Linked DNA regions of Mus musculus: regions 2, 3, 4, 5, 6 and 7 are each linked to region 1. Evidence: chromatin contacts called from public promoter capture Hi-C data. All regions are on one chromosome and are shown on one strand. The core of a region is the stretch at or near the end of the contact, and the rest is flanking DNA. Distances in the headings are between cores, read along the strand shown. Region 1 holds the start of Pdf (peptide deformylase (mitochondrial)). Region 2 holds the start of Enkd1 (enkurin domain containing 1). Region 3 holds the start of Ctcf (CCCTC-binding factor). Region 4 holds the start of Atp6v0d1 (ATPase, H+ transporting, lysosomal V0 subunit D1). Region 5 holds the start of E2f4 (E2F transcription factor 4). Region 6 holds the start of Plekhg4 (pleckstrin homology domain containing, family G (with RhoGef domain) member 4). Region 7 holds the start of Slc9a5 (solute carrier family 9 (sodium/hydrogen exchanger), member 5).

What was found. Promoter capture Hi-C pulls out the DNA fragments that hold promoters and counts their contacts.
Region 2: a contact with region 1 is called in a promoter capture Hi-C map of liver, with 5 times the contacts expected there. The contact joins the promoter of Enkd1 here to the promoter of Pdf in region 1. A contact is called at or near these places in 5 of 39 promoter capture datasets (the SN4741 cell line, embryonic stem cells, hippocampal neurons and 1 more), 1 of 484 Hi-C or Micro-C datasets (B cells) and 1 of 9 other capture datasets (adipose tissue).
Region 3: a contact with region 1 is called in a promoter capture Hi-C map of liver, with 5 times the contacts expected there. The contact joins the promoter of Ctcf here to the promoter of Pdf in region 1. A contact is called at or near these places in 3 of 39 promoter capture datasets (the C10 cell line and liver), 1 of 484 Hi-C or Micro-C datasets (B cells) and 1 of 9 other capture datasets (liver).
Region 4: a promoter capture Hi-C map of liver shows a contact between it and region 1, with 3 times the contacts expected there. The contact joins the promoter of Atp6v0d1 here to the promoter of Pdf in region 1. A contact is called at or near these places in 4 of 39 promoter capture datasets (hippocampal neurons, liver and pre-B cells) and 2 of 9 other capture datasets (adipose tissue and liver).
Region 5: a promoter capture Hi-C map of liver shows a contact between it and region 1, with 8 times the contacts expected there. The contact joins the promoter of E2f4 here to the promoter of Pdf in region 1. A contact is called at or near these places in 6 of 39 promoter capture datasets (the C10 cell line, hematopoietic stem and progenitor cells, hippocampal neurons and 2 more), 1 of 115 datasets of contacts at active chromatin or transcription factors (large pre-B cells) and 2 of 9 other capture datasets (adipose tissue and macrophages).
Region 6: a contact with region 1 is called in a promoter capture Hi-C map of liver, with 4 times the contacts expected there. The contact joins the promoter of Plekhg4 here to the promoter of Pdf in region 1. A contact is called at or near these places in 2 of 39 promoter capture datasets (both in liver) and 2 of 9 other capture datasets (adipose tissue and liver).
Region 7: a promoter capture Hi-C map of pre-B cells shows a contact between it and region 1, with 5 times the contacts expected there. The contact joins the promoter of Slc9a5 here to the promoter of Pdf in region 1. A contact is called at or near these places in 3 of 39 promoter capture datasets (hippocampal neurons, liver and pre-B cells) and 2 of 9 other capture datasets (adipose tissue and liver).

What each region holds. Positions count from the first base shown.
Region 1 is chr8:107,046,477-107,050,249 of GRCm38.p6, reverse strand. Pdf (peptide deformylase (mitochondrial)) reads left to right here and starts at 1,636. Exons shown (of 2, transcript NM_026513.2): 1 at 1,636-2,189; 2 at 2,979-3,773. The coding sequence starts at 1,652. The coding sequence ends at 3,136. Cog8 (component of oligomeric golgi complex 8) reads left to right here. Exons shown (of 5, transcript NM_139229.4): 4 at 1-108; 5 at 1,120-1,541. The coding sequence ends at 1,442.
Region 2 is chr8:105,706,816-105,710,901 of GRCm38.p6, reverse strand. Enkd1 (enkurin domain containing 1) reads left to right here and starts at 2,694. Exons shown (of 8, transcript NM_198299.2): 1 at 2,694-2,745; 2 at 2,979-3,078; 3 at 3,159-3,353. The coding sequence starts at 2,994. 4933405L10Rik (RIKEN cDNA 4933405L10 gene) reads right to left here and starts at 2,613. Exons shown (of 4, transcript NM_027655.2): 1 at 2,387-2,613; 2 at 1,889-2,106; 3 at 1,318-1,502; 4 at 657-1,241. The coding sequence starts at 2,470. The coding sequence ends at 805.
Region 3 is chr8:105,634,430-105,638,534 of GRCm38.p6, reverse strand. Ctcf (CCCTC-binding factor) reads right to left here and starts at 1,997. Exons shown (of 12, transcript NM_181322.3): 1 at 1,815-1,997. Gm5914 (predicted gene 5914) reads left to right here and starts at 1,061. Exons shown (of 2, transcript NR_151742.1): 1 at 1,061-1,255.
Region 4 is chr8:105,564,721-105,568,304 of GRCm38.p6, reverse strand. It overlaps Atp6v0d1 (ATPase, H+ transporting, lysosomal V0 subunit D1), which reads left to right and starts at 2,241. Exons shown (of 8, transcript NM_013477.4): 1 at 2,241-2,522. The coding sequence starts at 2,393. It overlaps Agrp (agouti related neuropeptide), which reads left to right. Exons shown (of 5, transcript NM_001271806.1): 2 at 579-699; 3 at 813-945; 4 at 1,103-1,185; 5 at 1,367-1,610. The coding sequence starts at 816. The coding sequence ends at 1,549. It overlaps Gm38250 (predicted gene, 38250), which reads right to left and starts at 2,125. Exons shown (of 4, transcript NR_168532.1): 1 at 2,031-2,125; 2 at 1,835-1,936.
Region 5 is chr8:105,295,995-105,299,672 of GRCm38.p6, reverse strand. E2f4 (E2F transcription factor 4) reads right to left here and starts at 2,010. Exons shown (of 10, transcript NM_148952.1): 1 at 1,798-2,010; 2 at 1,283-1,392; 3 at 977-1,138; 4 at 634-677. The coding sequence starts at 1,932. It overlaps Exoc3l (exocyst complex component 3-like), which reads left to right and starts at 3,560. Exons shown (of 14, transcript NM_177788.5): 1 at 3,560-3,678.
Region 6 is chr8:105,371,960-105,375,652 of GRCm38.p6, reverse strand. It overlaps Plekhg4 (pleckstrin homology domain containing, family G (with RhoGef domain) member 4), which reads right to left and starts at 2,381. Exons shown (of 23, transcript NM_001364406.1): 1 at 1,791-2,381; 2 at 754-900; 3 at 1-189. The coding sequence starts at 1,834.
Region 7 is chr8:105,346,942-105,350,495 of GRCm38.p6, reverse strand. Slc9a5 (solute carrier family 9 (sodium/hydrogen exchanger), member 5) reads right to left here and starts at 2,238. Exons shown (of 16, transcript NM_001081332.1): 1 at 924-2,238. The coding sequence starts at 1,119. Fhod1 (formin homology 2 domain containing 1) reads left to right here and starts at 2,526. Exons shown (of 22, transcript NM_177699.4): 1 at 2,526-2,843. The coding sequence starts at 2,643. It overlaps Gm46049 (a long non-coding RNA gene), which reads right to left. Exons shown (of 4, transcript XR_003947441.1): 4 at 2,840-3,421.

The DNA of each region.
Region 1 (3,773 bases), core at 387-2,886:
ATGAGATCTTTGTCCAGTTCTGCACTGCCTTCCTGGAAGACCTTGTTCCTTATTTGAACCGCTGTCTTCAAGTCCTTTTCCCACCAGCTCAGATAGCCCAGACTTTAGGTAAGAAAAAGGAAAGTTGTGTTTTTTTTTTTGTTTTTTTTTTGAGACAGGGTTTCTCTGTGTAGCCCTGGCTGTCCTGGAACTCACTTTGTAGACCAGGCTGGCCTTGAACTCAGAAATCTGCCTGCCTCTGCCTCCCAAGAGCTAGGATAAAAGGAAAGATTTTTTAAAAAATTTGTTTGTTTGTTTGGTTGGTTTTTTGATATGGGATTTCTCTTCAGGGGTTCCTCTGTGAAACTCTGGCTGTCCTGGAACTCTGTAAATCTCCTGAGTGCTGGGATTAAAGGTGTTCTTCACCACAGCCTGGCTTTTATCATTGTTGTTTTCGTTTTGTCTTTTTAAAGATTTTATGTGAGTGCTCTATCTGAATGCACACCTGCGTGTATGTCAGAAGAGGGCGTCAGATCCCATTACAGATGGTTGTGAGCCACGTTGTTGGGGATTGAACTCAGGACCTCTGGAAGAGTACTTAACCACTGAGCCATGTCTGTAGCCCTTGTTTTTGGTTTGACACTAGACAGGATCTCAGTATATAGCACTGGCTACCCTGGAACTAACTTGGTATACCCAACTGGCCTTGAACTCAGAGATCCTCCTGCCTCTGCCTCCCAAATAGCTGGGATCTGTGCCTGGACTCCAGTATTTACTGAGTGTCTCCTGGCTCAGGCTCCATCCACCCTTACAATGGGGCTCCAATATAACTAACTGTCCTTTTGTATTACAGAGATGCCCTTAGCCTGGCACAACTTTAATACCAGCATTTGGGAGGCAGAGGCAGGACGATCTCTGTGAGATAAGAGACCAGCCTGGTCTATAGAGTTCCAGCATAGCCAGGTCTCAAAAAAACAAAAAACCCAAAAAGATGTTCTTGTTGTATTGAAATATGTAATTGTGTTAAATCTTTTCTCTGAGTGTCCCCTCCCCTGCCCCACACCATCCCTGAGATCTCTGCATTGAATTTAATAACTTTTTTTTTCTTTTTCATTTCTTTTTCCCTACCATCTGGGTCAGGCATTTCACCCACCCAGCTCTCTAAGCACGGAAACCTTGGACACGTGAACATCAGCGCCATCCAGGAACCTCTCGCCTTTATTTTGCCTAAGAGAGAAACAGTTTTCTGTTTAGATGAGCAGGAGCTGGGGCCGGACCTCGTGGCCCCAGCTCCAGAGCTCCCTGCGGAGCAGCGGAGCATGGAGCCTGTAACAGAGAAGAGGGAACCAGGGGAGCCGCTGCCTCAGGAGCCCATGGAGGGGGAGCCGCTGCCAGCCGAGCCACCGAGTGAGGGAGGAGCCATAGGCAGTGTCCCCTGCCCGCAGCCTGGGGAGCAGCCCTGAGGGTACGCGCTTCTGCAGCGGGAAGGTGTGTGCAGTTGCTTTGCCCAGGATAGCGCGGGCCCTGTGGTATTTGCAGCTTTAATAAAACCGACAACTGTCGCCACTCGCCTGCTGTTCCCGACGATGGGCGTCCGGAAGTTACACGGGAACTACGCTTCCCGGCGTCTTTGGCGCTAGCGGAAGGAAGGGCCGCGGCGTCTCCCCGCGCCATGTTGCTGCTGGGCAGGCTGCCGCGGCCGGCGTGGGTTCCGGGGAGCCGGGCGCAGAGGTGCAGCTCCTTGGCCGCCTTGGAGGGCCCGGCGCGCACGCGCTCCTACTGGCGGTACCTCAGGCGCCTTGTATGTGGCGCGCCGCAGCCGCCATACGCGCACGTGTGCCAGGTCGGGGACCCGGTGCTGCGCGTCGTGGCGGCCCCGGTGGAACCCGAGCAGCTAGCGGGGCCGGAGCTGCAGCGGCTGGTGGGGCGGATGGTGCAGGTAATGCGACGGCGTGGCTGTGTGGGCCTTAGTGCGCCGCAGCTCGGGGTGCCGCTGCAAGTGTTGGCGCTCGAGTTCCCGGACAAGCTCCTCCGAGCCTTCTCACCGCGCCTGCGCGAACTGCGTCAGATGGAACCCTTCCCACTTCGGGTGCTGGTGAACCCCAGTCTGAGAGTGTTGGACAGCCGCTTGGTCACCTTCCCCGAGGGCTGCGAGAGTGTCGCCGGCTTTCTGGCGTGTGTGCCTCGCTTCCAAGCCGTGCAGATCTCAGGTGCAGGGGACGTGGGCAGCGGGGTGGTCTTGCTCTCTCTGGCTAGAGACAGTGCAGACACAGCGGCACTCGGGAGCCAACTGAACTCCTGAAGAGCAGGTCAGGCCCGCCTAGATGGGTTGCAGGGTGATTCCTTAGATATGGAGCCTGTCTTTCCCCTTTCTCATGAGTAGGTATATAGATTCCCATGTAAGTGTGTCTGTATTGCACACACGATTTTCCCAGTTTATCGTGGTGGGGCTTGTGTAAGAAAGTGGGACCCAGATTTACCCAGACTAGGGCAACAAACCATTCCATGCTTCACATTCACATTGTTTTATGTAATATGGTTATTTGCTACAGTGCCAAGCTGAAATACCTTTCTTTTGGGGGGGGGGGGTCGAGACAGGGTTTCTCTGTATAGCCCTGGCTGTCCTGGAACTCACTTTGTAGACCTCGAACTCAGAAATCCGCCTGCCTCTACCTCCTGAGTGCTGGGATTAAAAGGTGTGTGCCACCATGCCTGGCATGAAATACCTTTGATAAACAGCCCTTGAAAAGAGTTTTGATTTCTTATCCTTGCCCTGTAGTAGTGCTGGGAATCACGCTGAGTAAAAAGTCGGCACTGGACAAAATTGGGGTACCCTTTCTAGGAGGGATAAGAGCTGTTATCCACATTCACTCTTGGATGCTGCCTCTGTAGATAGGATATAAATAGGCATGGCCAGGGCAGGAAACAAAGTAGGGACAGGAGGTTGGGCATGAGTTCAGCAAAGCCTCACCTCATCGAGCCTGTAACTTCCTTTGCAGGACTGGACCCAAAAGGAGAGCCAGTGGTGTGGTCGGCAAGTGGTTGGACAGCTCGAATCATCCAGCATGAGATGGATCACTTGCAGGGCTGCTTGTTCATCGACAAAATGGACAGTGGGACATTTACCAATCTCCACTGGATGGAGGTGAATGACTAACACTCTCCTTGAATTGAGGATCTGGAAATCCAGCATGCAGACTAAGATGGTCACATCTGTGCTTCAGCTTGGAATTGGTTCCAGTCCGACAGTAGACAGTGTGTGCTGGTCTGAGATGAAGATGATAGAAATGCTTGCCCTGAAATCAGATCTGACAGAATACGATTACAGCAGGACTACAAATGTACCATTAAAGGAGTGGCTATTTCCTGACAATTTCCCATGGAGAGGAGTGGGCAGGCAAACATCCTCTGTACAAATGAGACACATTCTAACCCCACAGCCTACAATTGATTGATAAGGTAATCCAGATATCCAAAAGATTTGTTTTTTGAAACAGGGTTTCTCTGTGTAGCCTTGGCTGTCGTGGAACTCACTCTGTAGACAAGCTGGCCTCAAACTTAAGAGATATACCTGCCTCTGTACTCCTGAGCTTTGGGACTGAAGGTGTATCACACTACTGCTGGACTTGAAAGTTGTCTTAAAATGCAGTCTTAAAAGTCTGAGTGTGGTGGCACACCTTTAATTCCAGCACTCTGTTGGCAATCGTAGGCTAATGTTTAAGGCCATCAAAGGAACATAGTAAGATTCTCTTAAAAGAAAAAAAAAGCTCAAGTCTGGGGTGATAGCTAGGCAG
Region 2 (4,086 bases), core at 1,445-3,944, 1.3 Mb after region 1:
CTTCAGACAGAAGAAAGCTGAGCCACACCGAAGACTGTCGGGTCCAGGCCAGACGCTGGGACAAAGCAGAATGCAGGCAAACTGCCTGGAAGAGGGTTAGACCAGCTGAGGTACCTGGGCAGGACACTCTCCACTTTCCTGTTTCGCTACCTTCAGACTATACAGTGTGCTCCAGGTTCCCATCTTTGTCAGCTGTCACTCATGCTAGGATGAGCTTTGGTGATGCAAACTGTCTTTGTGTGATTTCTGCCCCCCACCAAGTCACCCCATTAAGTCGGGCGTGGTGGCACAGGCCTTTAATCCCAGCACTTGGGAGGCAGAGGCAGGCAGATTTCTGAGTTTGAGGCCAGCCTGGTCTACAGAGTGAGTTCCAGGACAGCCAGGGCTATACAGAGAAACCATGTCTCAAAAAAAAAAAAAAAAAGTCACCCCATTAAAACCCATTGTTTCACGGAGTCAGACTTTGGTGGTCTGTGTACTTTGGTCTGCCTTGGACTCCCAATCTGGGGTGAGTAGACATGTTCTCTGACACAAATCTGGTAGTACTCAGGAATCCGTCATTCAAGGTCCCCACTGATCCACACGACCAGCCATCCTCCTCCCTGCTCCCCAACCTCTTTCCCAATGCAGGCATCATATTTGAAGAATCACATTCTAAAAGGGGGGAAATGTTTATTTTCAGTGAGCGCAAATTCTCAAGTGTAGACAAAGACTAAAATTCCTTCCTCCACCTGATGGCTTAGGCCGATGGACTTAGAGCCATGGTTTAGGCCTAGACCAGGGGTATTCTCAGTGGCTAGATGGTCACTTGTACTGAGGGGATAGAGGGGGCACAAGAGGGGCAGCACAGACACTCAACATCTTGTCGATATCCACTTGCGTCGTCTTATCCACCTCAGCCTTGAGGCTGCCACTCACCCTCAGACTAGACAGACCCCCAGGCTCCTCTCCAACCTCCTCTACCAGAGGAGGAAGATTATGGGTCAGTGGCACTAACGGATTAGGGCAGGGTAAAGCAAGGCCTAAGCCCAGCTCACCTGCCACGGGCAGCAAGGTCTGCAGCTGCAGCTGTTCCACGCCCGGCTCCTCGGGAACCAGTGCTAACTCGGCCTCAGGCTCTACCTCGGGCTCCCTGTCCCCGTCCTCCTCCTGATTCAGCTCTGGGTTGCAGTAGTTGATGTATTGGTACAGTGGCCGCAGGCGCTGGGCTTTTCCTGCAAGAACCCAAGGCAGAGCAAAGGCTAGAACACCAGGCTGTGCCATGTCAGCCTCAGAAGACAAAGAAAACAAGAGAAGAGCCCAGGGACTGCCACTCACGCTCCAACCCCAAGGTCTCGGCGGCGGGTGCGGATGCGCTGGCCACAGCGGGCGGCACAGGAGCCCCGCCACTCTTGCGTTTCTTGGCTTTTTTGTGCTGTTTCGAGGACAGTGAGGATTCACTGTGGCTGCCTTCTGGCTCCTCCTTCTTCTGCAGCACCCCCGGTGGCAGCTCAACTTCTGACCTAGGATGGACATGGTGCTTGGCCCTGGGAGGGCTGGGGAACCCAAACCTGGGACAAGAGGCCTGAAAGAGGCAGGCTTCAGTCTTTGGTTCCTATATCTTGAGCCTAGGGCTTACCCCTGCCTGTCCACTAGAGCTAGTTAGCTGTCCATTTCTTAGACAGTGAAGCTCCAAGCCCAGTAGAGGCTCAGCATTTATGGTAGCTCAGTCTCCTTGCAAGATCTAGAAGTCCCAAATCCATACCAACCCCCCAGCCCCCAAGTTCTAGAGTTGGGAGTGAGGGGTATTGGTCAAAGACAAGAATCTCTGCCTTGAAGGAATGGGGATTTAGGAATCTCCGGGCATAAGACCCACCTTCCCAGCCCTTCCCTCCGAAAGCCCTCTCACTTTCTCTTGGGCCCATGAGCTGGTCTCACGATGGATGACGTAGGCTTGGGTCCTCTCTCCTCTCCTGCTTCCACCCCTGCATTGAGCCCTTCCTCTCCCACCTTTATTCCTTCCTCCTGGAGCTCTGGCTCTAAGCTGTGCCCCACGGGACACTTGTCTTCGCCTGGGCTCCTGCAGGTCTCATGTGCCGGCACCAGACACTCTTCTGTTCCTGGACACTAGAAGATACACATAGGTCATTGGGAGCCGATGGCCAGGCAAAGTATTGTGGGGATCAGTTATTCAAAGCCCAAAGCTGCTGCAATTGGAGTACATCTCCCTTGGTTGGGGGGGTGGTGGTGTCTCCTAACTACATATTGGCCACAAAATATGAAGGTAACCAGCTTAGGCCTCTCTACTTGTAGGGCTTGGCCTGGCAGTTAGAGGGTTGGGTTACCTAGAGTCCCACCTCTCCTGCCCTACCCCTCCATCTCCCGAGCTTTGAAATGCCCAAGTCACCTCAAGGCTCTCTGCAACCTGGGCTAACCCTACTGCTGCCCCATTCTGGGTTTCTGGCTGCCTCTTGGCCCCTTCTGAGGCCATAGGCTATGAGGAATCAGTGCATCCCTCGACAGTTGATCAGAGAAAACCTCAGGCCCAGAGCGGGGCTGGACTGGTACTCAGTGCTGGTAGGGGAGACAGGTTGAGAGGTAAGGCTCCTGTTGAGACCCGAGACTTAGAATCACTCCTCATCTGGAACTACAAACCCCAGAAGGCTGTTCGCCTTAGTCATTTGACCCCTGACCTCAGGAAGCCATTTGTTGCCAAGCAACAGCAACTCCTACCGGCTTGCAACAGTTGGCGGTAAAACTGCTCCAGTGAGAGCCCTCGCTGGGGCTTGGCGGGGGAGGGGCGGCGAACCCCTCTGGGCAGTGGGCTAGTCGCGGGGCGGTGGTACAGTCTGCGCCTAGAGACGGGCGGTCGTCGAGGGGTGGGGCTCGGTGATGGGGGCTACCGCGGGGATGCAGGGCTCGGGTGGAGGGTGGAAGCACCCGACAGGGATTAGAGGGGAAAGTTGCGCAGCGCAACAGGCCCTGGTGCACTGTTGCAGGGCTGCGGTAGGATCATGTGCGAGGGCCCGTCCCGCATCTCTGGACCCATCCCCCCAGACCCCACTCTCTGCCCGGACTACTACCGGCGGCCGGCCTCGGGTGAGTTGCGGGGTGCCTCGGCGGGGCGAGTACCCCGCCCCACCCCTGAGCACGGCTTTCCACCGCGTCTTGCTCCTCAGCCCAAGGACGCCTGGAAGGAAACGCGTTGAAGCTGGACCTGCTGACTTCAGGTCGGGACCTGGACTCCAGTCCTCCTCGTGGCCCTCGCATCAGGCCTGAAGCCCGAGAGATCCTAGAGCGTGGCCAGCGAGGCGTGGGGGACGTGCTGCTGCAACTGGGGTGCATCTCCCTCGGTTCGGGGGTCTCTCCTAAGAGTAAGTCCTTGCAGACGGGGTATTGAGGCATTCTTAGGTCAAAAGCAGAGATTAAAATAGGGTGCTTCTTAATTGCCTTGAGCCCATGCAGTTAATGTTCTTTTCTGGGTCTTAGTTTCTCTAGCATAAAAGAAGGGCAAAATACAATACCTCCTGGCAGGATCAGAGTCTATCCTTCTGCAGAAAGCCCTCGCTTCAAGCTTTCACACCTTGATGGAGCATTGTTTACTTAGTGCCTACTTTGTGCCAAACCCTGTAGCTGTTAGGAAAACGGGGTTAAAAAGTATGGGAGTCGTCCCAGGGTAGGGTAGTATCCAAGGGAGGCTTCCCCTTCTCTGAGGAGAAGAGAAAGGGGTAATGGGGGGGGGGGGATTTGGCACAGGCAGGACTGGGAGTAGAGGGGCTACAATTGGGATGTGTGAATTTAAAAAAAATTGGCGGGGGGAGTATGGGAGTCACAGTTGGAGGCAATGAACAAGACAGGCCATGTGTATAATATACACGGTGATTAATGGTATGCTAAATCATAAAATGTAGAAGATAACCAGGAGGGTGACTGTGGAAGGGAATAAGCTGATAACTGTGCTGTGGGTATGATGTCTAACTTCCATGAAGAGGCCTTGGTTGTATTTAAAAATGTGTGTGTATGTGTGTGTGAACCCAGGGCCTCTCTTCTACCAGACATCTCCCAGATTGTCTGAGAGGTCTTTCTGCCAAGGGTAGGGTGTGAATC
Region 3 (4,105 bases), core at 748-3,247, 1.4 Mb after region 1:
CCTCATTATCTTTTCTTTCTGAAAATGTCAACCTAGATTTTTTTCTTAAGAACCTAAGCCACACATCAGTGGCTAATTGGTAAGAAAATCCGTGTTAAGCGTGGTGGGGAAAGGCTTTTATCCCAGCACTCGGGAGGCAGAGGCAGGCGGATTCTGAGTTCGAGGCCAGCCTGGTCTACAAAGTGAGCTCCAAGGCAGCCAGGGCTATACAGAGAAACCCTGTCTCGAAAAACCAAAAAAAAAAAAAGAAAATCCGTGTTAGAGTGGGTACGAAAAGGTTACTCCAGCAGTTTATCAAAGGAAGCTTTTAAATGCAAAAGACTTAATGCCAGGATAAATACCCTGTTTAATTTCTTTTCCTGCCTATGGATGCCTTGGAATTTTAGCTTTCTTAGTTGATCTAAACTCCAAAAAAGTATTAAGTCTCTTTGCTAATGTTTACTTAATGCTAAACTCAATACAGGAAGTCAGATACTAAAGAGTAGTTACATTAGGCACAGAAATTTATAAACCATCTGCTGCAAGTGACCCAGGATCCAATTACAACATCAACCCTCACATTTCATCCAACAGTCAAATTACCAGTCCAGTCATGAATAAGTTCATTCTACCCTATTGGCGCATTAGATCGGTTTGCACGATCTCTAGAGAGGGGCTGAACTGTCTTAGCCTAGCCCTAGAGCATCAGGTCCTAAGTGGAGTGCAAAGTTAGCGTCAGGACATTTTAAATAGGAGGCAAACTCCAGCGTCGCCTGTACCATCGCAACCAGCCCATGCTCCCGAATTTATGAGTTTATCACATCACTTGAGATGAGAGTGAAATTAAGTTTCAGTCCCTTTTGAGATTTCTGAGCGCACCAAGTCTGACTGCTATCGTTTCAAGGGGCTGAAAGAGTGCGAATACAGCTGGAGAAAAACTACTTTGGTGCAGGAATTCGTGTCTTTTTCCGCGCACCATTGGGGGCCGCACCGGTCGGGTCCCGCGCGATGCCCTGGCGTGAGTTTGGGGGCGCAGCGGGGCCCGGCGGGGGCGGCGAGCGCGCGTTCCCCCGCCCGCTCGGGCGGCGTCGAGGCGCGAGCAGCTCAGCCAGCCTTGCAGAGGGAGCTCTCGGCAGCTCAGGGGTCCCCTCTGCTCGCAGCCACAGCAGCGCCGCCTGCGACACTCGGCGGCGACGGAGACCGGCAGCGGGGACGATCGGACTACGAGAGACTAGAGAGCACCCCAGCTGCTGGAGAAGCAACGCAGGGAGATCGGGTAGGTTCCGGGACCGGCTGGACTTGAAGATGGGGAGTCTGAGGCGCGTCGGTCGGGACCCGACACCCACACGGTTCCGGGACCTGGCTAAGCGGCCGGCCGAGGGTTCAGAACCCCTAGGCGAAGCAAGCGGCGGCAACCGAGCCTCAGAGGGTCCAGACTCGGTAAGGGGTATCCGTCGCGGGAGGGGCAGAGGGCGGGCCGTGGCCCGAAGATCAGCCGGGCCAAAAGCCGGCCTCGAGGGTAGAGACAAAGGAAGGAAAATGGAGTCGCCGAGCGCGCAGGCCTCTGTCGCCACCGCCGCCAGAGGCCTACCATGTTGGGAGGAGGGAAGCTTAGCGGGCGGGCGGGCGGGCGTGGAGGGGGTTGGCCAGGCCCTGGCGGCGGCGCCGGGCAATGGCGGCGGCCGCGCCGCAGCAGGGACGGTAGAGGGAGACAAACACCCCCCGGCGGCGGCGCTGGCGCTGGCGCCGGGCTGCAGCCAGCGCCGACCGGAGCGGCCCCATCGTGACACCTAGAGGCGGCCCGCGAAACCTCCTCCACCCCGGGCCCCCTTTACCTTCGCGCCACACCCCCCGCGGCGCCCGCTCCGCCGCCGCTCCACCGCTCCGGCCACCTGGCGTCCCCGGCCGGCTCCGCGCGCCCGCACCGGCTGCTGCTGGTCGCCGCTGCCGCCAAAGAAGCAGCTCCGCGCACGGTTTAATCGCTCCACAGGCTCGGACACAAAATGGCGGCGGCGCGGTGCAGTGCGCCTGCGTCGGCGCTGCCGGGGCCGCGGGTGCTGATAAGGGAAGAGTCGGGTGGGGGGGGCCGGCCGGCGGCGACGAGGGCGGGGGAGGAAAGGTGAGGGGAGGGGTTGGCGCAGGGCAGCATGGGAGGCGGCCCCGGGCGCCAACTTTCAAAAGCCGGCGCGATGGCGTCACGGGGATGCGCCGCGAGGCGCGGCGTCACGCCGCACGCGCCCTCCCGCGCCCTCGCCGGGTCGCGCGTGGGCTCTGCCGGCGGCGCGGAGGCGGCCTGGTTCCCATTGGGGTGGGGCTTCCCTGGGCGGAGGCTGGCGGCTTCTGGGCGATCGGGTCTCCGCCTAGTTGCCCTGATTTCCTTAGCTCGCTCATTTTCCCTCCAAGCTGCGAAGGGCGGGAGGACGACGGGGAGCTGAAGTAAGCGCGCGGGGCTGGGGCCGTGGGGGTTGAGGAAGCGCCAGGGTTCTACCCTGCCCGGTCTCCTCCCACCCGGGGTTAGCTCTGCACCCTGTCCCGCCGCCGAGTCAAATGCAGTGAGTTCCCGCACTCTCTCACTTCTCCGACACTTGCCCAGTGCTCAAGATCGACTGCTAGGGGCTTCGCCCGGGGATCTTAGTAGTCTTCCTCCCAAGAAAAGGGCCTTAGAAAACCGAATGTGAAATTAAGAGAATCGGGACAGAGTCACCTCAGTCCGGAGATATAGCAGACCACACCACAGCAGTCGTGTTTAGCTGTATTTGGCACCGTGAACGTCTAAGTTTTTAAGACTGTTCTTTTTATTTCGGTTCCCAGTCGGTGGTACTTAATCCCTTCCCTTTCCCGGGAAGACCCTATTGGCAGGTGTTCTAATCATCTTCTCTCCCCGCCCCCCATAGCCTTGGAATGTGACTCGGGATTGTAGTCCCAGTTCTCTTGCTTTAGCTGTTTGGATAACAAATGCACCTGGCAGCAAGCTTCTGCCCTATTCATATACATCTGGGCTGTGTTGTGGGTATGCTGGTCCATTATCAATAGATATTGTTTATTCCCCCCAAAAGAATCGGAAAGTTAGAAGCATGTAAGATCCCACTGTTCAGATGTCAGTAACTAAGGCAAATGTGTTTAAACATCTTGAGTCCATTCACCCACTGTTGTGGAGCTTCCCTCCATGACTGGACTTAGAGGAAAGATAGAAGAGAAAGTCCAAGATTAGAAAGAGGATAATAGACAAGGAAGTAAACAGAAAGACAAGTCTAGACTGTTGGATTGTAGAATCCAAGACCAGAAGTAAGTTTGAGGCAGGAAGAGAGGTTTCTGGTTTTCAGATGCTGAGAGTTCCGGTACAGTTCAGCCAGAGGCTTAGCTATTGAGTTTATTACCTTGGAGATAGCTGGGAAAGATCATGGTGACTTTAGCTTGACTCATATGGATTAACTGAAGAGGTTAACCTGAGTAGAATGGGTTAAAAAGTAAACAGGAGAGTAAGGAAATAGAGACAGTGCATGAAGGCAGCCTGAGTTCTGCTGTGGGTAGAGCAGACATTGGGGAATAGGTGCAGAAGGATGTGAGGTCAGGGGGGAGTTTTGTTCTGTCTCCCTTTGGGCGGTATGAATCCAACCCAAAGCCATGGTCTCTGCCCTTGAGCATCATCTCAACTCTGGGGATGTTTTAAAAGGTGGTAGAGGGGGTCAAGTGGTGATGGCTTACACATTTAATCCTAACACTTGGGAGATAGAGGCAGCCAGATCACTTTGAGTTTAAAGCCAGCCTGTTCTACAGAGTTACTTATAGCCAGTGCTACACAGAGAAACCCGTCACACACACACACACACACACACACACACACACACACACACACACAACCTAACTAAAAGAGATGATATTGCCAGACAATGGTGGCACATGCCTTTAATCTCAGCACTTGGGAGGCAGAGGCAGGAGGATTTCTGAGTTCGAGGCCAGCCTGGTCTACAGCATGAGTTCGAGGACAGCCAAGGATATACAGAGAAACCCTGTCTCAAAAAAAAAAAAAAAAAAAAAAAAAAAAAAAGGATGCTATTATTCCCAAGCATTTTTATGAACTATCAGAAGTGATGCAGGGAAAGGGAAGCTTGCTTGACCTTAAAAG
Region 4 (3,584 bases), core at 992-3,491, 1.5 Mb after region 1:
AGCAGGCGGCCTGAAAGCTTTGTCCTCTGAAGCTGTATGCCCACCGGGGGAACAGTGTTTTCTGCTCCCTTGGTTTCCAGGAACCTTAGGTAGAAAGGGGGCGTGGGGATGGAAATAGGTGTAGGGGGGGGGGTCTTAAGGAAAGCACAGAGGAGGGAGAGCCAGGAGGGTGGGTTTGGTTTTGGCTATAAGGGATTTTTTTGATCTCTCTTCCAAAGAAACCTTGGGTCTAGTTTTTCACTTCACTGCTGCATGGTGATACTGACCCTCTTTGGTGCCCTTGACAAAGTTCCTGGAAGCAAAGGAAACAACATGTCCTAGGGAGACTAAGTGAACATCTGTGGGGACAGAAATTAAATTAAGATCAGAGGGCCGCCTGCCTTATTATTGCTAATGGTTCTAGCATGACCCATCCCTAGGTTCTGCTCTTATGGAAATTTTGGGGTCTGGACACCCTATCTTGTTCCCAAAGTTTAATTGGTTCCTGGCTGTCTCATGCCAAATTGGAGATGTTCTAATAGAACACCCAAAGGTTCAGGTCTTAGGGAGAAAGCCTGAATTGTGCCTCCATTTTCCAGGGAGGCACCTCATGCCCTGGCTACAGGAAGCAGTCACGTGTGGACCCTTTATTAGGCACTGCCATATAAGCTCAGGGCACAAGAGACCAGGACATCCCTAGGCAAAGATCAGCAAGCAAAGGTAAGCACAAAGACTATACAGGAATTGGGACTTTCTGGGAGCATCTCTCTCAGCGCTGGTAGGGTACCCTAAGGATGAGGAGAGACTAAATGGGGGTTTTCCTGCTGAGCCAGGCCATGCTGACTGCAATGTTGCTGAGTTGTGTTCTGCTGTTGGCACTGCCTCCCACACTGGGGGTCCAGATGGGCGTGGCTCCACTGAAGGGCATCAGAAGGCCTGACCAGGCTCTGTTCCCAGAGTTCCCAGGTGAGTATGGTCAGGTTGGGGATATGTGGGGCAACGACCATTGCTGGCCACAGACCTGCCCGCCCAGGCTTAGACCTCCTTCCCCAATCCCAATCCCAACCTAGGGAGGTGGGTACTTGGTGCATGGTGGGTGTGGCCCTCACATCTTCTGCCCCAGGTCTAAGTCTGAATGGCCTCAAGAAGACAACTGCAGACCGAGCAGAAGAAGTTCTGCTGCAGAAGGCAGAAGCTTTGGCGGAGGTAACTCATTAGGGAAAGGGATAAAGTAGAAGGTAGGGCGCATCAGATACCATCATCTCTCCCCACTTCCGGATTACCCAACCTGGGCAGAACTGCAGCCCCTCCCTGACCTCAGTCCACTGCCACCCTACTGGGGTCGGGGTTTGAGAGTTTCCTGAACCTTATTCCCCTACGAATGCAGGTGCTAGATCCACAGAACCGCGAGTCTCGTTCTCCGCGTCGCTGTGTAAGGCTGCACGAGTCCTGCTTGGGACAGCAGGTACCTTGCTGCGACCCGTGCGCTACGTGCTACTGCCGCTTCTTCAATGCCTTTTGCTACTGCCGCAAGCTGGGTACGGCCACGAACCTCTGTAGTCGCACCTAGCCAATGGATGTTGTTTGGGCAAAGGCAGGGGATGAGAATAAAGGATGGGACGGTTTAACCTTAAAGCTGTGGTTATTTCAAACGTGGCTGTCGAAGGGTTGTCGGGGCGTCGTCATGCTGGAACCACACACACCATAACCTCGGGGTCTAAGCTACACCATCATCTGAACCACATATATGGGCGAGTTTAAGGCACCAGGCCCCTTGGGGAAATCAGAAGGCCACACCCCGGTCCTAGAGAACTAGTGCAACAAACGCCGGGAAAGCGGGCGCAGTGCGGCTTACCGGGTGTAAAGTCTAGTTGGAGGATAACCATTTGGCTCCGAAACTCTCCCCTCCTCTTCCTTGGACCTCGGTTTCTGTCTGGTAGGAGACAGCCTCGACAGCCTAAGGAATAGCACACCCGCTCAGCTTTACCCGGCTGGCCCTAATGAAGCCAGACAGAAGCGCCAAACCCAGGAAAACTCAACTTAGGGCCCACCTCGCATCCTGAGGGTATTAGCACCACCACGCGGTCGATTTCCATCATCGACCTTTCTTTGCTCTCCGCTAGGCGCTCCAGGGCCGCCTTTCCTTAGTGCGCAGGCGCCGGGAGGGCAGTTATAGCCGGTCGGGCACTCCAGAGTAACGCATGCGTGCCAGGGTGCCCGGAAACTGGAGCCATTTAAGAGCCAGGCCCTACTGCGGTCACGTGAGACGCGGTGCGTCACCTGACGCACTTGACAGCCCGCTGCGGCCGCCGCGTCAGCTGATCCGGGGAGTCTAGTTGCGTGCGGGCAGATCGGGGCTCTCTGGTCCCGCCGCCCCCCGCCTCCCCTGCCGCCTCCCACCCCCGCCGCAGCCATGTCGTTCTTCCCGGAGCTCTATTTCAACGTGGACAATGGCTACTTGGAGGGATTAGTGCGCGGCCTGAAGGCCGGGGTGCTCAGCCAGGCGGACTACCTCAACCTGGTGCAGTGCGAGACGCTCGAGGGTGAGCCGCGGGTCCGGGCTGTCTGAGGGGGGCCTCCCTGAGCCGGGAAGGGCACGCGAGGCCTCTGGGAACCCGCGAGCTGATTGATGGTGGGCATGTCAGGAAGGAGTCTGCCTCTAGCTGCGGCTCTGCGCGGGGGCCCAGACGTAAACAAGCCTTCAAGAACCGCAGTGGTTTACCTGGGCTCGGGTTGCCTCTAACCTCGTCGAGCTAGTCCTATAATTTAGAAGGACGGGTCCCCGAGGATTGGTTAGCCGGCGCGACGAGTGCGCCTCCAAGCTTCTTCCCCCTGGCCCAACCCTAGGCCTGTTGGGTGGCAGTGCCTAGGGAAGTTAGATGGAAAAGGCTTCTCTCCTCCCCCAAGGGCTTTAGAATCGTTGTGTCTTGGTGGTGTTGGTCTGAGGGTTGGGTCGTCCTGGGGAATTGCTAAGCCAGTTTAGCGAGAGGTTCCTCCCAGCTCTGAACCGCTGGCTGTGTAGAGTCTTCAAGACTGTTTGGAAAAGCAAGAGGTGGCTCTGTAAATCAGAAATTCACGTACAAGTATTTGGCCCCAACCTGCATTCACACCCCACCCCAGCACTGTTGGGGCACCAGTTTGTTTGTTTGTTTCTTTCTTTCTTTCTTGGTTTTTCGAGACAGGGTTTCTCTGTGTAGCCCTGGCTGTCTTGGAACTCACTCTGTAGACCAAGCTGGCCTCAAACTCAGAAATTCACCTGCCAAGTGCTGGGATTAAAGGCGCACACCACCACGCCCGGCAGGGCACCAGTTTCTTACACAAGAGTGACAGAAAGCTAAGTTCCTCTTTCTTTCTTTTCCTTTTTTTTTTTTTTAAGATTTATTTATTGTTATATGTAAGTACACTGTACCTGTCTTCAGATACACCAGAAGAGGGCATCAGATCTCTTTACGGATGGTTGTGAGCCACCATGTAGTTGCTGGGATTTGAACTCAGGACCTTCAGAAGAGCAATCGGTTCTCTTAACCGTTGAGCCATCTCGCCAGCCCCCAAGTTCCTCTTTCTTAACACATAAATCTAAAGCAACAGTTTCCAACTTGTGGGTC
Region 5 (3,678 bases), core at 761-3,260, 1.8 Mb after region 1:
CACCTCACTCTTCAAATGATGCTGATCCCTAGAAATAGATGTTCTGACCAAGTTTTTCCAAGATGCAAGATGGAATATAAGATAAAGAAACGAGGGCTGGAAAGATCGCCCAGCAGTTAAGAGCACTAAACTGCTCTTCAAATCCCAGCAACCACATGGTGGCTCACAACCATCCGTAATGAGATCTGACACTCCCTCTTCTGGAGTGTCTGAAGACAGCTACAGTGTACTTACATATTATAATAAATGAGTAAATCTTAAAAAAAAAAGGAACAATTCGTATATACATAGTGGGACTAAGTACAAATTAGAAACAGACACCACCGACCCCTACATACAAGTATGTAAGATTGTGCACACAAGTTACATGTACAAATTCTTTTTGTTCCTCTGTGCCACTATATTGCCCAAGAACCAAACTCAGAGAACACTGCTGATAAGGGCAAACCCAGGGACACACTGGGGACTCTTGTACCCTACAGAGTCCCAGTGACTTCCAAACTGACACCTGCTGCCTGTTTCTCTTTAAGTAGGCATCACGAACCTTCGAGAGCTGGAACTTCTTTTTGGACCATGGGTCCATGACTTAGCTCAGCCCCACCCCCCACCTCCCTCTACCCAGGCTCCGCTCACCAGCAAAGCATCTGCAGATGTCTTCATGAGTCACGTAGGCCAAGGTGTGGGGGTTAAGGAGAACAGCTGAGGCTTTTTTTTGTGCCAGATGGCAGACCACAGAAGAGACCCAATGTTTCAGCCTATGCCTTCCACACAGCCCTCAGAGGAAATTTCTGGAACCTGGGGTCCAGGTGGGTAAGGATCATGGGCTAAGGCTGGAAGAGACTGGAGCCTCCCGTCTGAATCTGACCAGGGGTTGCTGGAGCATTCTTTTAAGAGGTACAGGACCCAGAGCGCCACAGAGCAAAACCAGCTGAGCGCCCCTTGCCCACTCCCCGAGGCAGGGACTGGCAGAGGATATCAGCTGTTCTGGACGTCCTCAGTGACATTCCGGATGCTCTGCTGCACCCACACCTTGTGCTGGTCCAGTTCTTGCTCTCGTTGCTGCAGCTCCTCGATCTCTGCCTTGAGCTCAATCAGCTTGTCAGCGATCTCCCGGGTATTGCAACCTGGCCCGACGCCCCTGAACCATGGGATTGAGAGACTGAGCGTGGGATCCCTAAGATCTCTGGGTGCCAGACCCCAACTCTCTCCTATAAACATCACCATCCCCTCCCAACCCCAACACCCCTGACACTTCTGCCCTCCCCAAACAGCCCACACTCACTTCCACTGGATGCTGTTCTTGGATTTCTTCTCGATCAGACCGATGCCTTCCAGCACGTTGGTGATGTCGTAGATCCGCCGTTTCTGGCGCACAGCAAGAGTGTCGGCTGCCTGGCAGGTAGAACAGAATGGAGAATGGAGCCCCACTCTTAAAAAGTGTGCACCCTGAGATGTTTAGTCTGGAATGGGAGGTAGTCTTATGTCCCAACCCTGGCGTTCCTTCCAATCACTCCGCGAGTGTGTCGGGAAGAGTCTTGGCTTAGCTGTGTTCTGATGCTCGGCTCCCTGTCCTAGTCGCCAAGGGCCACGAGGGCCTGCACCTGCAGCCGGGACCCAGACAGAGCTGAGGCTTAATGGCTTCGGTGAATGGAAACAACCTCCCGCCTCTCTCATCAGGGTGAGAAAGCACACGGATGGCGGCCGGAGGACTCAGTGGGGCCGCCCCGCTGGCTTCCCGCTCCCGGTCCAGGCCTGGTGCCCCCATCTCCCCAGTCGCCCCCTCGGCCCGGAGCGCACCAGCTTGAGGTCAAGCACGCCGTCCTTGGCTTCCTGCAAGAGCGACACGAACTTGGTGGTGAGAAGTCCCAGACTCTTCTCGTGCCGGCTTGGAGTCCCCGGGGGCGGCGGCGCCTGTGGCCCGGCCTCCGCCATCGCGCCCGCCCGCCGCCTCCCCTCAGCCAGGCCAGGCGAGGCCGGCGGCGGCGCCACTTCCGCTTCCGTTCCTAGTCGCCGGGCCACCGGAGCTATCAAGGCTGCTTCCGCTTCCGTCTCGCGCCTTCCCAGGGTATCTGGTGCAACTCCCGTCTGCTGATCCGGACGCAAAACTCCGGGGGACCGTCGGCAAATGTATCATTAGCAAAGGAAACCAAAACAACTCCTTAGGGCAGCTAGGAAACCTGAAAAAATTGTATGGTAGGAAATGGAAGAAGTTAGTGAGCAGTACCGGCAGTTGAGAAGCGAGAACCACCCGACTCTTCCTTGCTAAGCTGCTTCTAGACTACTAACTGCCTGAACATTCCATCCAGGGAAGGGAAGCCATAAGCCACAAGCTTAGCCTATTTGCTTAAAACTTATTCTAAAGGCTTCCCTGATGTTCAGAGATAATTCCTGCTGTTCCTGTTACTTCCTGCCAAAACAGCAAGCACTAACAATAAATAGCTTGCATACTTCTATCTCTTATTTCGTTCCAGCATCATTTTTCGCTGGCCTCCATGCTACATACAGTTCACAGTGGCCAGGAGTCTTATTTCCAACCACTACTTAGTCCATGCAAAGGTGTTTGCCTGCGTGTGAATATAAGCAAAGCCTTTAAGGCATTTTCTGACACATGGGAAGAACTGTGTGTTTGCAAGTCTCATTTATTTTTGCAGTTTTTAAAGGTTTATATTATTATTATCATCATCATCATTATTATTATTGTGTGTGTATGTGTTTATGTTTGTCCACATGTGTGCAGGTGCTCAAGGAGGTTTAGAAGAGGGTGTCAGATCTCTGGGAGCTAGAGTTAACAGGCAGTTATTATTAGCTGCCGTGTAGGTGCTGGGAACTGAAGCCCTGTCCTCTGCAAGAGGAGCAAGTGCTCTGAGCCTCTGAGCCATCTTACCAGCTTGCAAGTCTTATTTATTTTTAACAGTGTTATCACTTATGGTTATGTCTTTATGACGGTCAGTCCCTCTAGGACACAAATTGCCTTCCCCAAATTGATTGATGATTCACACTTGTGAGAAAGCAGACTTCGGAAGCTCTAGTTATAATGGAGCCTGAAGTTGGGGTAGTCTTCCTGAGGTCTTAGCTGTCAACCCTTCTGACAGTAGGAAGTGAGGGTCTATTATGATGGGTGGATTTGGGTGGTGCTCCATTATATCTAGTGTCCTCCCTAGCTCCCCATCACTTACAGGAACAATGTAGCTTTTTGGATCCCTAACTGCCATCTCTCACTATTCTTTTGCCTCACCACATGTGATCTTTCCCCTACCAAGGCATATACCATCTGTGGTTCTCAGACTCGACTGCGGTTTGCTGAGGCTCTACCACATAGGGGGTCATCCTTCAAACCAGCTTGAGGCCAAATCAGCTTTAAATATGCATATGTGTTTCCGGAGTATTTAGAAGTCTAAGGTGGGCTGATCAAGACTTGGTGCTCACCGGGGGAGTCCACAGCTGCCCCCACCCAACAGGAAATGGCGCCCAGCGCTCCCCACCTCAATGCAGATGCTTTTCCTGTTGGGAATAAAGTGCCAGAGACTCAACTTCCTTCCTTTCTGCTTTGAAGGAGGGGCCTTGGGGGAGAAGTAGGGGTTTCTGGGCCGTGAAGTGGGAGAGAGGCTTCCTTGGGGAGAGGAATTTGGCTGCTGGTGCCAAAGGAGCTGGAGTCCCTCCGGTCCCGTGAGCAGTGAG
Region 6 (3,693 bases), core at 1,132-3,631, 1.7 Mb after region 1:
ATTATGCTCCTCTGGTAGCCCCGTGGCCCATCCTCAGCCCTTTGTTCCGGAAGCGATTGAGGCTCCTTGGCCAAGAAATCCCCCTGTAGCCCTACGCCTTGGGTTGCCCCTGCTGCTGGTCTTGAAGGTCTTGGGTCCATAGCCTGTATCTCGTGAGCAGGTTCCTCCTCCTTCCGGGTGTTCCTGAAACTGCACACAGCAAATCTCTTCCCATCTGCAACATGGCCCTGGGAGTCTGGGGACACATCCCCACACTCAAGAGGCCCTTCCATCACTCCCTGGTAAGAGTGGGTCTGCTCTGGACAAGTGGATAACGGGTTGGACTTTGACGTGAAAGGAAACTTCAGCTCATCCAGGAACTGGTTTGAAAATGGTGGGGCAAGACTCCGCGGTTAGGAGGAAGTGCTAGGCTGGGTACCAGGTCCCCTGAAAGTAAAAGTAAAGTAGTCCAGCCTGGTGTGCTGGTGAGGGAAGAAACAGGGTCTCCTTTGGGCCTAAGACTGGCTTACGCTTCCGTGAACCACTACTGGGTGGCCATACCTTCGGGCACACCTTCACGACAGGCTTAGCCGGCTCACGCGCAGCTCTCCGCTCTAGCCCACCCTGCCAGGCCTTGGCCTAGGCGCCTGTCCCAGTGCTCCCGGCCCCACACGGGTCACCCGCACACTCACACCCCTGGGACGTGCAGTGGGGAACTCTGAAGCCGGGAGGCTACACCACCAGAGCCGTCGAACTAACGAAGAACAAACGCACCGCAGCCTCGAGGATGGGTACAGCGAGGCTGCCCAGATTCCAAGGGCGCCACCTTCTGGTGGCTCGAAGGGCCGCAAGGCCGCTGTGGACGCGGCGCTCTCTAGGGGCTGGAGGACCGAATCACAGGTTCTTCCGGAAGGCGCCGCTCTGCAAGGCCGAGGGTGCGGAGGAGAGCTGGGACCACGCCTACTGCCCCCTGCCTAGAGCATCCGCGCCCGCCGGCCGCTGGGTTCCTACTCTCAGTGCCTCGGAGACTTGGCGAGCCCTCCCTTGACTTCTCATTCTGCCGACCCCGGCAACATTCATTCCACTGTGCTCACTGTGCTCAGAGCTGGAACTGTCTGAAAGGGTGAGTGAGCCGTGGCTCTGCCGATGGAAAGAAGGCTCTTGCACGAAGCAAAGGACGCCCTTGTGGGAGGAGGGCAAGGCTCCTTTACCATTCCCGTGATGGGACATGGGAATACTTGCCCAGCTTCCATGTACAAGATGAGGACCACTCAAGCCCTCGTGGTCCTCAGAGCTGTCCCACCACCCACCACCACACACTCACACACACACACATGTGAGTCCATGATTAGGGGCCGTCTCCAGAGAGACTCCCTATGCCCTGGTAGCTGCGTGTGGATAATCTTCACGGATAGTGGGAGGGACCACCACTCCTCTGTAGCCTGAATCTCCCCTTCAGGTTCTCAGGCCCACCCACCACGGAACAGGTTGGATGGGCTGTGAGGTGTAACTCAGTAGCAGAGCCCTTGCCTGACTTGTGTGAGCCCCCAGGTTTAATTAATAAAACAAACAACAAAAAGACAGAGAAATAAATTAGAGATAAACGGTGACATCCCATGACTTGTTAAACCCGGAAGGTGAAGAGGGTAGGTAGCTATGTCTCTGGGTGGGAATTGACCCAGGCCTGCCAACATACATAAGGCTCAAACCCTCATTCCCTGAGTTCTTTTTCCCTATCCACAGAAAAGGGTGGCTAAGAAAGCTGGTGCCCTGGGGCCAGAGACCAGCTGAGATCTGGTTCCATCACTCACCTCTTGTGGGCTGTTCCAGGGACCCTTTTCTCTTTGCACCTCATCTTCCTCTCCTGTAAGACAAGAAAAGCATTCTTTTCTCCTGGGGTTGCCCGATGGACCAGGGAAATCCTGATGGATGGATCAGATATCTGTGTTCATGCCCTGCCTTCCCACTTCACCCTTCGTTAGGGAATCTTGAACTGATGAAAGACACTGGGATAGCTGGGAGACCCCTACTCGTTCTTAACTCTAAAGTCTGGGGTCCTTTTGGAGGAAGTGGGCCTGGCCTAACACTCTTGAATTTGTGGAAAGATCATAAGAAAAAGGTTATCTGTGCAACCAGACAAAGGCATGTAGCCCCCACACCATGGCCTTGGTCCCTGGGAGGAGAGGACACTGGACATAATGCCTTCCCTGGCTCTAAGTCAGGCGATTCCTTCATGAATCTAGTTATCAGCTGCAGCCATGGTAGAAACAACAGGCGTCCCCACCCATCTCTGACTCTAAGGCAGATTCTGAAGAGCAAGGGGCAAGGCTGGCCTTGGAGTTGTCCTTCTCCAGCCCCAGCTCCTAGGCATGTCTTCCATCTCTCCTTCCTCTAGCTTCAGTGAGCATCAGGTCCAGTCTTGGCTTCTGTCCTTGGTTCTTGTCCCAGGCCACCCCCACTGAGTCATTGCCCCTCCCTCCCTCTCTCCTTCCCTCCCTCCTGCTTCTGAGGCTCACCTCCACCCACTAGCCAGGCCCCCAGGAGCTGTAAGAAGATGGACTTCCCGGGAGGAACATAACCCTTCCCAGGGATGAAGCAAATAAGAGGCATCAGGTCTCAGGCCCTAACTGACCCAGGCCCTCTGAACACAGCAGGCGGTTGGGGGAGCGCAGGCACGCGTGCTGAGACAGAGGCAGAACTAGGCTGTGGTTTTCTCACTCCACACAGAATGTGCCCTGTAAGCAGGCAGACTGAATATTGTCCACTTTGATATTTCGAGCTCTGTATGTCAGGCCTGGCACAGAATAAATATTTAGGGGTATCTAAGACTAGTCACACCGCCCCTCCCGTCCTGAACTCTTCCCACGTGGGTGACGTGGAAACCAAGGTTAGAGAAAATGACTGACAGACAGACTCAGACAGAAGAGGCAGAGAGCTGTGAGGCACACGTATCTGGGATGGGAAAGGCATGGAACAGCAACAGGGACAGACACTGGCCCAGTGCGGGACAGTGGGGGGCTAGGCCTGGAGCCAACCTGGGGTGGCTGACCACAGCGGGCTTCCAGAGCTGAGCTTGCAAGTCTGAACAGTGACTCACGAAGGCCATCTCTGGTTCTGCTGGTTGCTGAATCTACTCAGAGAAGTCTTTTCCACTGAGATTGTAGAATGTGGACAGCCCCCCCCCCCACTCCGCCCTCCCCCCTCCCCAGCCCTCCCTACCTCTCTTTTCTTGACAACATCCATCCATAAGGAAAGAAAAGGGAAGAAAAGAAAAGAAAAGGCGACTCCTTAGCTTTGGAGATCTGGGGATACATTCCCTTAAGTCTGTGTATGACTTAAGTCCCTTAAGCCAGGACCACTGTAATCAGCAAAGCAACTGATTTCTCAAACCTCCCAGACCCCTCTCATCTTTGACCCAAATAAACCCAGGCTCCTGGGAGTGGCATTCAAGGCCACCAGGGGCATCACAGCCTTTTCTCTTAGGTCCCAGACTGCATGGGGAAACAGAGCTGACTAAAACCCTGTTGTCTCAGACCACCTTCTTTGACGTAGAACGGCCCTCATTGTGACCAAAGAGTGCATGCCTCTAATCTAGGGCTTGAGATGAAAGGGCTGGACGATACACAAGTTCAAGGCTAGCCAGGTCTAAAAAAAAGGGGAAAAAAAAAGTTCCAGACAAGACAGAGCTTCATAACAAGATCCTGTTGTTTTTTT
Region 7 (3,554 bases), core at 989-3,488, 1.7 Mb after region 1:
GAGTACAAGCTGTGCCAGCATAGATGGAGAGTGAGTAGCAGCGCTCAGCTATAATTAGTCACCCCCACAGCAGAGCTTGAACAACAGTGAGAAAGGAGGAGGGTCTCCATCGAGGAGGAGGGACCACTGGCTGCCAGAAAGCGGGGAGAGGCAAGGAAAAGCATCTCTGATGGGGGAAAAATGTGTGAACCTGAAGCACAGCCTTCAATGTGAGGGCGGAAAGAGGGAGAACATATGAAAGCACCCAGGGTAGCCAGCACACAGTCAAGATCCAATAAACGCAAGTTTTTTAAACATCGAAAAGAGGAATGTGAATTGGAGGGTGAGGTTGCAAATGGGCTATAGAAGGTGGCAACAGCTTTAAGTGGAGTAGAGAGATATGCTATAGGAAAAGTGGCCTTTTAGCTATCTCAGGAGATATTAAAATCTCAGACTCTTGGCCGTCTCTCCAGGGCAGGAAAATTTCTCAGAACCAGAATGCCTAGGGTTTCCAGGAGAATATCATCCCTTCAGTGTCCCCTTGCGTCCTCATTGCTGACAGGTTTCTGAGAAGCTGGACGTCTGGAGGAGAGGCCTTACTGACGTTTATTGAGGAGAGCTAACTGCAAGGGGAAGGGGAAACTGGGGGAAAGAGTCTAAGGATGGAACGGTGAGAGGAGAGCGGCGACAGGCAGCTCTTAGGAAGGCAAATCCCCTGAACTACCAACCAAGAAGGGAGACCCACAAGAGAGCAGGAAATGGGAGAGAACCCAGATTTGTGGAATTGGAGCCTAAGTCCCCGCACAATGCAAGACGCAAATCTGGAGACCTAGGGGCTTGGGGGCGGGTCCTCTGCGGGCCGCTAGCCTGGCGTGCGGGCGCGCGAACACACACACACACACACACACACACACACACACACACACACACACACACACACTCACCGATTTTGGCTAAGCTGGCCACCAGGATCCACAGGGCCACCAGGTAGGGCGCCTCCACCTCGTGCCACTGCCAGCGGAAGAGCGCCAAGCCTGGAGGAGGCTCACCCAACGGCCCGGACTCCTGGGTGGGTTCTTCTGTGGCCCCCGCCCCCGCCAGGGGCAACCCGGGCAGAAGAAGCAGTGCGGCGCTCAGCATCTTGCTGTCCTCCGGGCACTGCACGGCCGCCGGCCCCGCGTCGCTGCCGCCGCCGCCGCCGCCGCTGCCGCCGCCTACCCGGCGCCCCCGCGTCACAGGCACGTGGGGCTCACTCCCCCCAATCCGAGCTCCGATACCCCCAGGCCAGGTCCGGACCCCGAGACCCTGCCCAGGATCCTAGCAGTTAGGATCCCCTCCTCCATCTCTTCTAGGTTAATCTCATCTCCGGAAATTCCCCAGCATAACCCTCCTAACCCCTCGAGTCCTGAAACCCACTCTTTCGAGTGTGCTCTCCTAAACCGCCTCTCCTCCGGATTCAGAAAGGTGACCAGCCACCGCGTCCCGGAGCACCAAGAAGGACGGGGGTCTCGGGAAGCAGAGACAAGCGCAGCTACTGCAGAACACCGCCCAGCAGCGGGCCACCCGTCCCAGGTGCTCAGGCTGCGGGTCCCAGTGCTAAGCTGAGAAAACCGCAGGGGGCGGTGCGCTGCCGCCTTCCAGCACGATCTCCAAAACCTGGGACCCCCCTACCGGACCACAGCTGCGCACGCGCACTGGGCACACCCAGAAAGCCTAATGGACAACGGTGCTCTCAACGTACCCAGAAACCTCAAGGCCGGGACGGACCCGGCTCTTTCCAGGCTGAAAAGCTGGCTATTCCTCATCTCTCCAGAGCCCAGAGGCGCCGCCTTCCCTTTCCTTCAAACTACAGGGAACTGTTTGCCTATTCCATGGATCTGAGAGGACCTTATGGAATTCCCTTTAAATTAGGAACAACTTGGGGCATTTGACTCATCTCGCCCCAAACCGAAGAATGTCTCCACTTTTCATTCATCACCCAAGCCGAAAAAACATGTGCTACCTGCCTCCTCACAGTGACTCATCCCATTCTTTTTCGAGAAAGAGCACCCGTCCTCTTTTTTTTTGCCCCCACAGCTAAAGGGGACTGAATCCACCTCTTCTTTCAAATATAAAATCTATTTCCACTTCTTATTCCACATTGAAAGAGATTCTTCTTACTGCTTTCCCCAAATGAGAGAAATGCTTTCATTTGTCTTTCAAGCTAGCAATTAGTCCCATCTCGTCCCTTGAGAGTGGCCCAGCTACCCAGATTATCCGAAGAGATTTACCCCCCCCCCCCCATCTGCCCTAAAAATCCTTACAAAGATCCGCTGCAGCCTCGCCCATACCAAATCTAAAGAAAGTCTCCCCGCCCTCTGCTCTGAGGCGGAGCGGGAGCTCGGGTTTTCCCGCCCTCCTAGCAATGGAACTAACGGGATCACCAGCTCTCTGAGTGGCTGGCCCAAGCGCCGCCTCCGGCGGTGGTTAACCCCGAGCGCGCGCTCGCCGCTCAGTCTTGGCTCCACCCCCTTCCTTGGTCCTACCTTCATCTGGCTCCGCCCCTCGAGCCGCGAGCGTCCGGCCCAGCCTGGCCCGGCCCTAACAGCAAAGTTTAGTCGAGTTGAAGTTGCAGCATTTGCAGGGGACACAAGAGGCGTCCAGCGGTAGCCGGTGGCAGAGCCATGGCGGGCGAGGAAGAGCGCGGGGATGGGGACCCAGTATCCGTGGTAACTGTGAGAGTGCAGTACCTGGAAGACACCGACCCTTTCGCTTGTGCCAACTTCCCGGAACCACGCCGGGCCCCCACCTGCAGCCTGGACGGGGCTCTGCCCCTGAGTGCGCAGATCCCTGCTCTGCACCGACTCCTGGGGGCGCCTCTTAAGGTGAGGGGCGCTGCGGAGGTTGAGGTGGGCGGTGGACAGACAGTGCTTCTAGGAGAGAGATCGTCACGGGCGGGTGCTCGCCTCCAGAAAAGTCTCCGGCCGGGGTCCTAAGGTCTATGCTCCTCTGCCTACAGGGGGAGACTCAAGTTGAGGGGACAGTATAGAAGCCAAATGAGAGTTTGTGATTTGTTCCACTCGGGCTTCCCTTGAAAGTTAGGCCCTCCTGAAGAGGTGCTTGGAGTCCCCTCGCTGCCTCTTTGCCAGGGTTGCTGCTGTGGTTGTAGCGGATTGGGGAAGTGGAGTTGGGAAGGGACAGACTTCCACCTGCTCCAGGTAGTCGGGGGCGGGGCCCCAAAGAGGGGCGGGTTTAGGGAGCAATCATAGAAGGGATCGAGGCTACCGGCTGGGTTGGGTCCTTGGAATACAGTCTCTCCAGCGCTGTTGAAGACTGGAGTCCCAGCCAGGATGAGAGGAGTCCCTTGGAAGCGGCCGTGCGCTCATGGGAGGCTGCCCGGGTGGGAAAGCCCTTTGCGTCACCGCCCCCATGGTCCCTTAGGCCCGCCGCTGGTGGCCTACGCCTGGAAGGGAGGGGGTGGATCAGTCTAATTTTAAACCGCTGGCCTACCCTAGTTGCCGACGTTCCTAGGCCGACTTTGCTCAGTTAGAGAGGCATTTTTCCGTATGTCCAGCAGGACCACCCCTCCCCTCCTG